Regions from separate parts of the Drosophila melanogaster genome. Here region 2 is linked to region 1. A link is a contact called in public Hi-C data. All regions are on one chromosome and are shown on one strand. The core of a region is the stretch at or near the end of the contact, and the rest is flanking DNA. Distances in the headings are between cores, read along the strand shown. Region 1 holds the start of dikar (dikar,). Region 2 holds the start of CG3335.

Region 1 (3,041 bases), core at 228-2,727:
AGCACCAAACGATTCTCGCCCTGCGAGCTCGCGATCCGGATGCGCACATGCCCCACCTGCCTGCGCTGCTCCAGTTGCCACAGCTGCGGCACCACCTGTAAATACGCCATTACATTACATCGGTTATTCAATTCTATGTATCTAAACGTTTGACTCTAAAAAACTACACTAAACTAAAACTATAAATAAAGACTAAATTACTATGTATGAAATACAAGAAACTGGTGTTTGGACTTTTTAAGCGAGTATTAATGGGAAAAGTGAGAAAGTTGTTATAGTTTTTGGAAAGTCATTTGAAATGGAGTCATTTGTTTAAAAATAAATTCACAATAATTTGGTTTAATTCCTGAATTAATTTGCAATTTCAATGATCTTGAAATAACTTATTAATTTCGAACAGCTAAATTTATATGTATAACAAAAATAAGGGTTTTATTATATTACAGTAGTGCGTTACTTGTTTGTTCTTGGGGAGGCTTTCCCAGCACCACTTTATTTTACAACAAATTTCGTGGTCGCCCTTGCCCAAACCAGTTTCGCATGCCTCGCCATGTAGGCTAGAATCGCCATGTAGATGGCACCTACATGGTGGGACTCCCCGAGGCACGTTGTTGAACAGAATGCAATTTCGGCCGAAATTCGTATAAATTAGCTTGCAGACTTTTGCAAACATTGCATGCGCGCTCAACTTGAATTGCAGCTTTGGATGGTTTTGCATAATTTTGGTTAATCTTTAATTGATAGCCCCCCAACCCGCGATTTATGCCATGTAGTTACTTTAGAACATACATGACGACCTACATGGTGACTGGCACGCACACACCCGCACTTGTGCGTGTGAAGCAACAACACACACTAGCACGCCGCCATGTAGTTAACGGCGGAAAAGTTAGGTTAGACTCACAGCTGCTCTCGCAAAGGAGGGGTGGGAAGGCAAGAAAAAAAGACTGTTGAAGGAGGGGTAGCGGAGAGGCGAATGGCAAGCGAAAAGCGACCGGAAGAAGGAAATCGATCTATCGATAGAATCGGGGAATGTTGTAAATTGCGCATTAATGCTTACAAACTTCTATAGTAAACAAAACAAAACATAATACATGTATTGGCAAGCAGATTATTAAATTATTAAATTATTTTTTTATTAAAATTAAATTATCTTAAAATACTTTTCTTATCTGCAGAATTGTGTTTATGTGGAAAAGCAAGCATATTTAAAATAAAAATGTATTAATCTGATTTTAAAGTTTCATTGAATATATGTTTTACAAACTTAAATACTTTAAATTTAAAACTAAAATACACAATTGAAAACTATTTAATATGAAAAATATGAAAGGTGAACCGTTTTGAAGAAATAAAGTCGATTTACCAATTTAAATCCAAAACAAATATATTAACTATCGTTTAGAGCCACTTTGCCCCGAGTGCCGCATCTCTAGTGAACCATCGATGGCTGGCGTGTTGACGAATTTCAGACCACCACTAGTTATCGAGAGCCACGATAATTTCTTCGCCGCGTTTGCTGCTCGCTGAAGAAAAATAAAATTAACCAGGAGCGCAAAAAAACGCGAATCGCGTATTGTCTGCGCAGATAGCCAGATTAACGGGATCGAAACGGGTAGGCATGCCGTTCAATCAATCGATCGCAGCGAACTGTTTAGTGCGTGCTGCTATTGTTGTGAAATAATTAATAATATTTTATGGCAGATGGAGCCCCTCTGCGTACAACTATGTGTGTGTGTGCCCTGGCATCCGAGTGTGTGCGTGCGTGTGTGTGGAAAAAGAAATTGAGGGGGAAAAAGCAGAAAGAAAAGATGACTGGGAAATGGGCGTCTCTAAAGTTAAATGACATTTTCACACGTAACTGAAAAATATATATACGTGTATTAATAAAAATAAATACACACTGCCCAGCAGGCAAAAAACGGAGGCGGAGAAAAGCCGTCGGTCGTCAGCCGCCGCGCGCATGCTCCACAAAATTGGAAGTTAAATAAACTGCTATGTACGCCAACTAAATCTGCGCACCATAACCTTTCATCGCGTGCAATTTGCGGTGAAAAGCGGAAAAAAACCAACTGCCCAAAAGCCGTGTAAATTGCACATTATAATTGCAAAATAATCGAGTGCAGTGTAGTCAAAATAGTAGTGCCCATTCGCGGGAGCGGGACGGCATGCAAACGTGAAAAAGTGAGCGGTTCGGCTATTGGCTCAATGTACTGGTGCCGTCCCGCTTTGACGCACGCCTTGGCCGCTTGTCGGCTGTCTGTTTTGATTTTCTCTTCGTGAAAATAAGCGCGCGTACTTTCTTTTGACCTACCGTCCACCCACTCGACCCTTCCCACTCCCATCCCCATCCCCTGCGCTGCCCAGACCCTTGCGTGCATCGGAATGTTTGATAAGTGATAAAGCCAGATGTTTGTGTATATATCGCCGCCAAGTGTCCCAACACACACACACATGTTGCACACATTTTTTTTGTCTGAATTCTGCGCTCGCTCTTTTTGCCGCCTTTTGACTTTCGGTCGTGTAATTTGAGCCTAATTCGTTAACGCCTGACCACATACGTTATATATACATATATATTATATACGCAGCCCGACTTCCACACCAGAGAGCTACTAAAGAGGCCCAGGAATTGTTCTTACTGACATCTATAAAATCCCGCAGAGGAGCAACGTTTCCAATAAGCAAGCATACATAAATGGTTTCTACTTTCATTGGATTATTAGGTGAGCAATAAATTTACCAAATCAGTTCCTACTTAACAAAACCAATATAATAGTGGAAATATATACAACAAGAGTCGCAAGTTACCGAAAAATTTGCTAAATCACATTGTTTTTCTCTTCGCAGACATTCAATCATGGTGGGAGATACCGTGTATTTCGCATTTCTGTTCATTGTTTAGTTCTGCCTTTGATCTGCCCGACATCGACATCGAGGTGAGTAACTGATAAACACCTTCTAAAGAGAATCAATCATAAAAAACGCACTGCATCCACAGGACCTCGAATCGGCGCTGCTCTCCGATGGTACCAGCGATG
Region 2 (3,053 bases), core at 252-2,751, 2.9 Mb before region 1:
TCCTCTTTCGGATTCTTTTCGATGTCCTTGCTGGGCAGAAGGTGCAAGAGACGGCCATGGAAATCAGTGCCATCGAGGGTATTAAAAGCCTTTAATGCGTGCTCCGGCATCATGTACGTAACTGTACCAAAGCCCTTGATTTTTCGCGTTAGCTTGTCGAGGGGCAAGTTAACCTCCACCACGGGACCGAACTGCTCGAAAAGCTTGCGCAGATCCTCTTCGGTAGTAGTGTATGCTAGATTACGAAAGAATATCCTCCCGGACTCGGAGATGTCATCTTCTTTGGATAAACTGTCCTGCTGATGCTTCCACTTCGCATTGCCCGCATCGACGGCGGCTGGTGCCAATGGTTGTCCACTCTTGCTCGCTTTGGTCACCTTGTTCTTCTCTGTAAAGTCGGAGAAGAATACTTGCTTGCCCTTGATGAAACTCTTGTTTTTAAGCATTCCCTTGGCCATGTCTTTCTCAGTTTTAAAACCCACGTAGCAGAAGCCGTGAACTTTGCTGGGCAGCCGAACGGAGTACGGTTTCAGGGGCTTGAAAAACTTTAGCACCTCCTGGCGCTTGGTGTTGTATGGTACATTGTGTATTTTAATGGTGAACAGCTCCAAATTTGATTTATCCGCCTTGGCTTTGGGTTTCTTTGCAGTAGCTTCGCCGGATGTGGTTGCCATCAGGGATTTCATATACTCAAGATCGCTGATGGGCTTTTCGGCCAGTTTATCGGTGTCTTCTTCCTCATCTGCCTCATCGCCTGAGCCATCCTCATCTCCTGCATCTGCATCCACTCCACTGTCATCTCTGGCAGCTCGAGATTCTTCCTGTTCCTCATCATCCTCTTCTTCGTTCTCCCGATTTTTATTTATACCCAAATCGTTTCCCCACAGCGTTCGCGACTTGTCATGCGCCTCTAGAAACTCTTGGAATTCCGGATCGTCTTTGTGTCTGCTCAAAATTTGGTCCACCTTGTCAACTTTATCTTTCTTCTTCTTTTTCTCAGACTCCTTAGCCTTGGCAGCCGCCTCCCTTTCCTTCTCCTTCAATTTGTCTAGGTTCTTCTTGCTGTCCTTGGCGTACTTGCTCCAAGATTGTGGCTTATCTTCGCTGCCCAAGGCAGCACAGGATTCGACGCGCACCCGGCTGGTCTGAATGCATGTGTTGTCAAAGTGCCGGATGGCCGATTGGGCCTCCTCCTCGGTGCTGTAACCCACGAAGCAAAATTGCCGAAACTTTCCATCGGGCGTGTATTTTAGTTGCAGATCCGTAATCGTGCCCTGGGCACCAAAAATCTGACGCAGTTTGTCTTCGGTGATCTACAATTTCAGTTTAAGTAGATGCTTTTTTTTAACAAGTCTACATACTCACATGCTTGGGCAGCTGTTTGACTATAATTCGTGACATCTTTTGTGGCTAATTTGTCGGTCTGCAGCTAAAAACTCATTTAAGAAAACTTTTGTTTACAAACAAATTGAAACAACACGTGCATTAGATATGCAAAACGAGCGATAGTAGCATCAGTAGTATCGAAAGTCGAAATTTGTATACTATCGAAAAGTCTATCGTTTCATCGACTCTACTTTACGTTACATTTTACATGTAGATATTCAAATTTATATATTTTTTAAGTTGTGTTTCGATTATAATGGGTGATGGCAAATCAAAGCTGAATGAAAAAGTAAAATAACCTCGACTTCAAAACGTCACTTCGCTTGAGCATCCTTATATTTCCCCAGTTCAAGTTTAAAGGGTGGATTTTTACAAACTTACAACGTTGGAAAAGTTATATTTTGAAAGGAAACTCTTTAAGCGACTTATACACAAAGATACATGGTAATTGTATTGGCACATTAAACGTAGATGACAAATATGTTAATATATAAGTGTTTAGAATAGACTTCAGGTGGAGCTACGGTAGAGATATAGATATGCGATTGGATTGTCGGATTGTGGGAGTACAAGGTCTTGTGTGTTTCGTTTAGTGTCTCATTTTTAACATATAATACAGTCCGTTGCTGGCTTGAAACTGGTGAAGCACAGTTGGCAGTTGATTCTCGATGTGGCCATCATCCATCCTCTTGTATCCGTTGTATCATTATAGTATATGGCATACAGTAGGCGAACGATGATGCGTTAAAGCTTAACGTTGCTCAGTTGGTCTCCTTTGTGGATCCTTGGATCCTTGGGCTGGGTCACTAAACAGAATATTTCGGCTAAGGCACTAAAATTACATAATTTCATTCAACGTCTACGTTCTATCATAAATCTGATTTGTTCGTCTCGTCTCAGATCTTCGTTCTTAGTTAAAATTGAAGTAGTTGTTATGGGAAGTGGGGTTGTTCGCAGAGCTCTAGGGTTCCAGGCGATTGCGACTGAAGCAGCTATCGGGGAGAGCCTTGGAAATAAGTCCAATATTCTGGACTTCATCCTTGAGCTCCCTCAGCTCGGCATCGTACTTGTCGATCAGATTCTTCTGAATGGTGCGCTGTTCCCGGTACTTTTCGATGCGTCCCGTCAGGTTGACGCGATTGATCTCACCCTCCACAGTGGCCAAACGATTCTCTGCGAGATTAATTAGATTACTCATAAGTAAATTCAGATTAGAGAGGTTTCTGTTTCTTACCCAATCTATCCAAATCGCCCGTGTTGATGTCCTTCAGATTCTCCAGCTCATCCTTGATGGCCGTCAGGTCGGCATTGGCCTTCTCGATCTGCTTCTGGGCCTCCTGGGTATCGGCCTTGGCCTGACCCACCTTTCGCTTGGCGTCGTCCACCAGATTGTCGTCCTTGGTCGAGCTCTCCTCCAGCTTGAAGATGTCCATTTCGGTGAGTTTCACGCGATGATTCAGTTGGTCGGCCTCTTCGCGCAGATTGCGGGCAGCCACCTTGGTCTCATTGGCTTTGCGGCGGATCAGCTCAGCATCCTGTCAAGAAATTTTACGAATTTAGTAAGGATAATAAGATGTCCCTGAATGACTTACCTTGGAAGCCTGTTCGGCATACTTCAGCTGCGCCTCCTGGGCATTCTTCTTGGCCTCGTTGGCATTCTTATTGGC

What was found. A called contact is a pair of places that touch in the nucleus more often than the background predicts.
Region 2: a Hi-C map of the Kc167 cell line shows a contact between it and region 1, with 4 times the contacts expected there. A contact is called at or near these places in 7 of 107 Hi-C or Micro-C datasets (the Kc167 cell line, the S2 cell line, embryo and 3 more).

What each region holds. Positions count from the first base shown.
Region 1 is chr3L:6,741,600-6,744,640 of dm6, reverse strand. dikar (dikar,) reads left to right here and starts at 1,477. Exons shown (of 10, transcript NM_001274552.1): 1 at 1,477-1,615; 2 at 2,592-2,726; 3 at 2,851-2,939; 4 at 3,002-3,041. The coding sequence starts at 2,699. It overlaps velo (veloren), which reads left to right. Exons shown (of 9, transcript NM_206286.2): 9 at 1-215. The coding sequence ends at 2.
Region 2 is chr3L:9,622,685-9,625,737 of dm6, reverse strand. It overlaps CG3335, which reads right to left and starts at 1,501. Exons shown (of 4, transcript NM_140080.2): 1 at 1,366-1,501; 2 at 1-1,313. The coding sequence starts at 1,401. It overlaps LanB2 (Laminin B2), which reads right to left. Exons shown (of 10, transcript NM_079282.2): 8 at 2,979-3,053; 9 at 2,621-2,921; 10 at 1,758-2,559. The coding sequence ends at 2,348.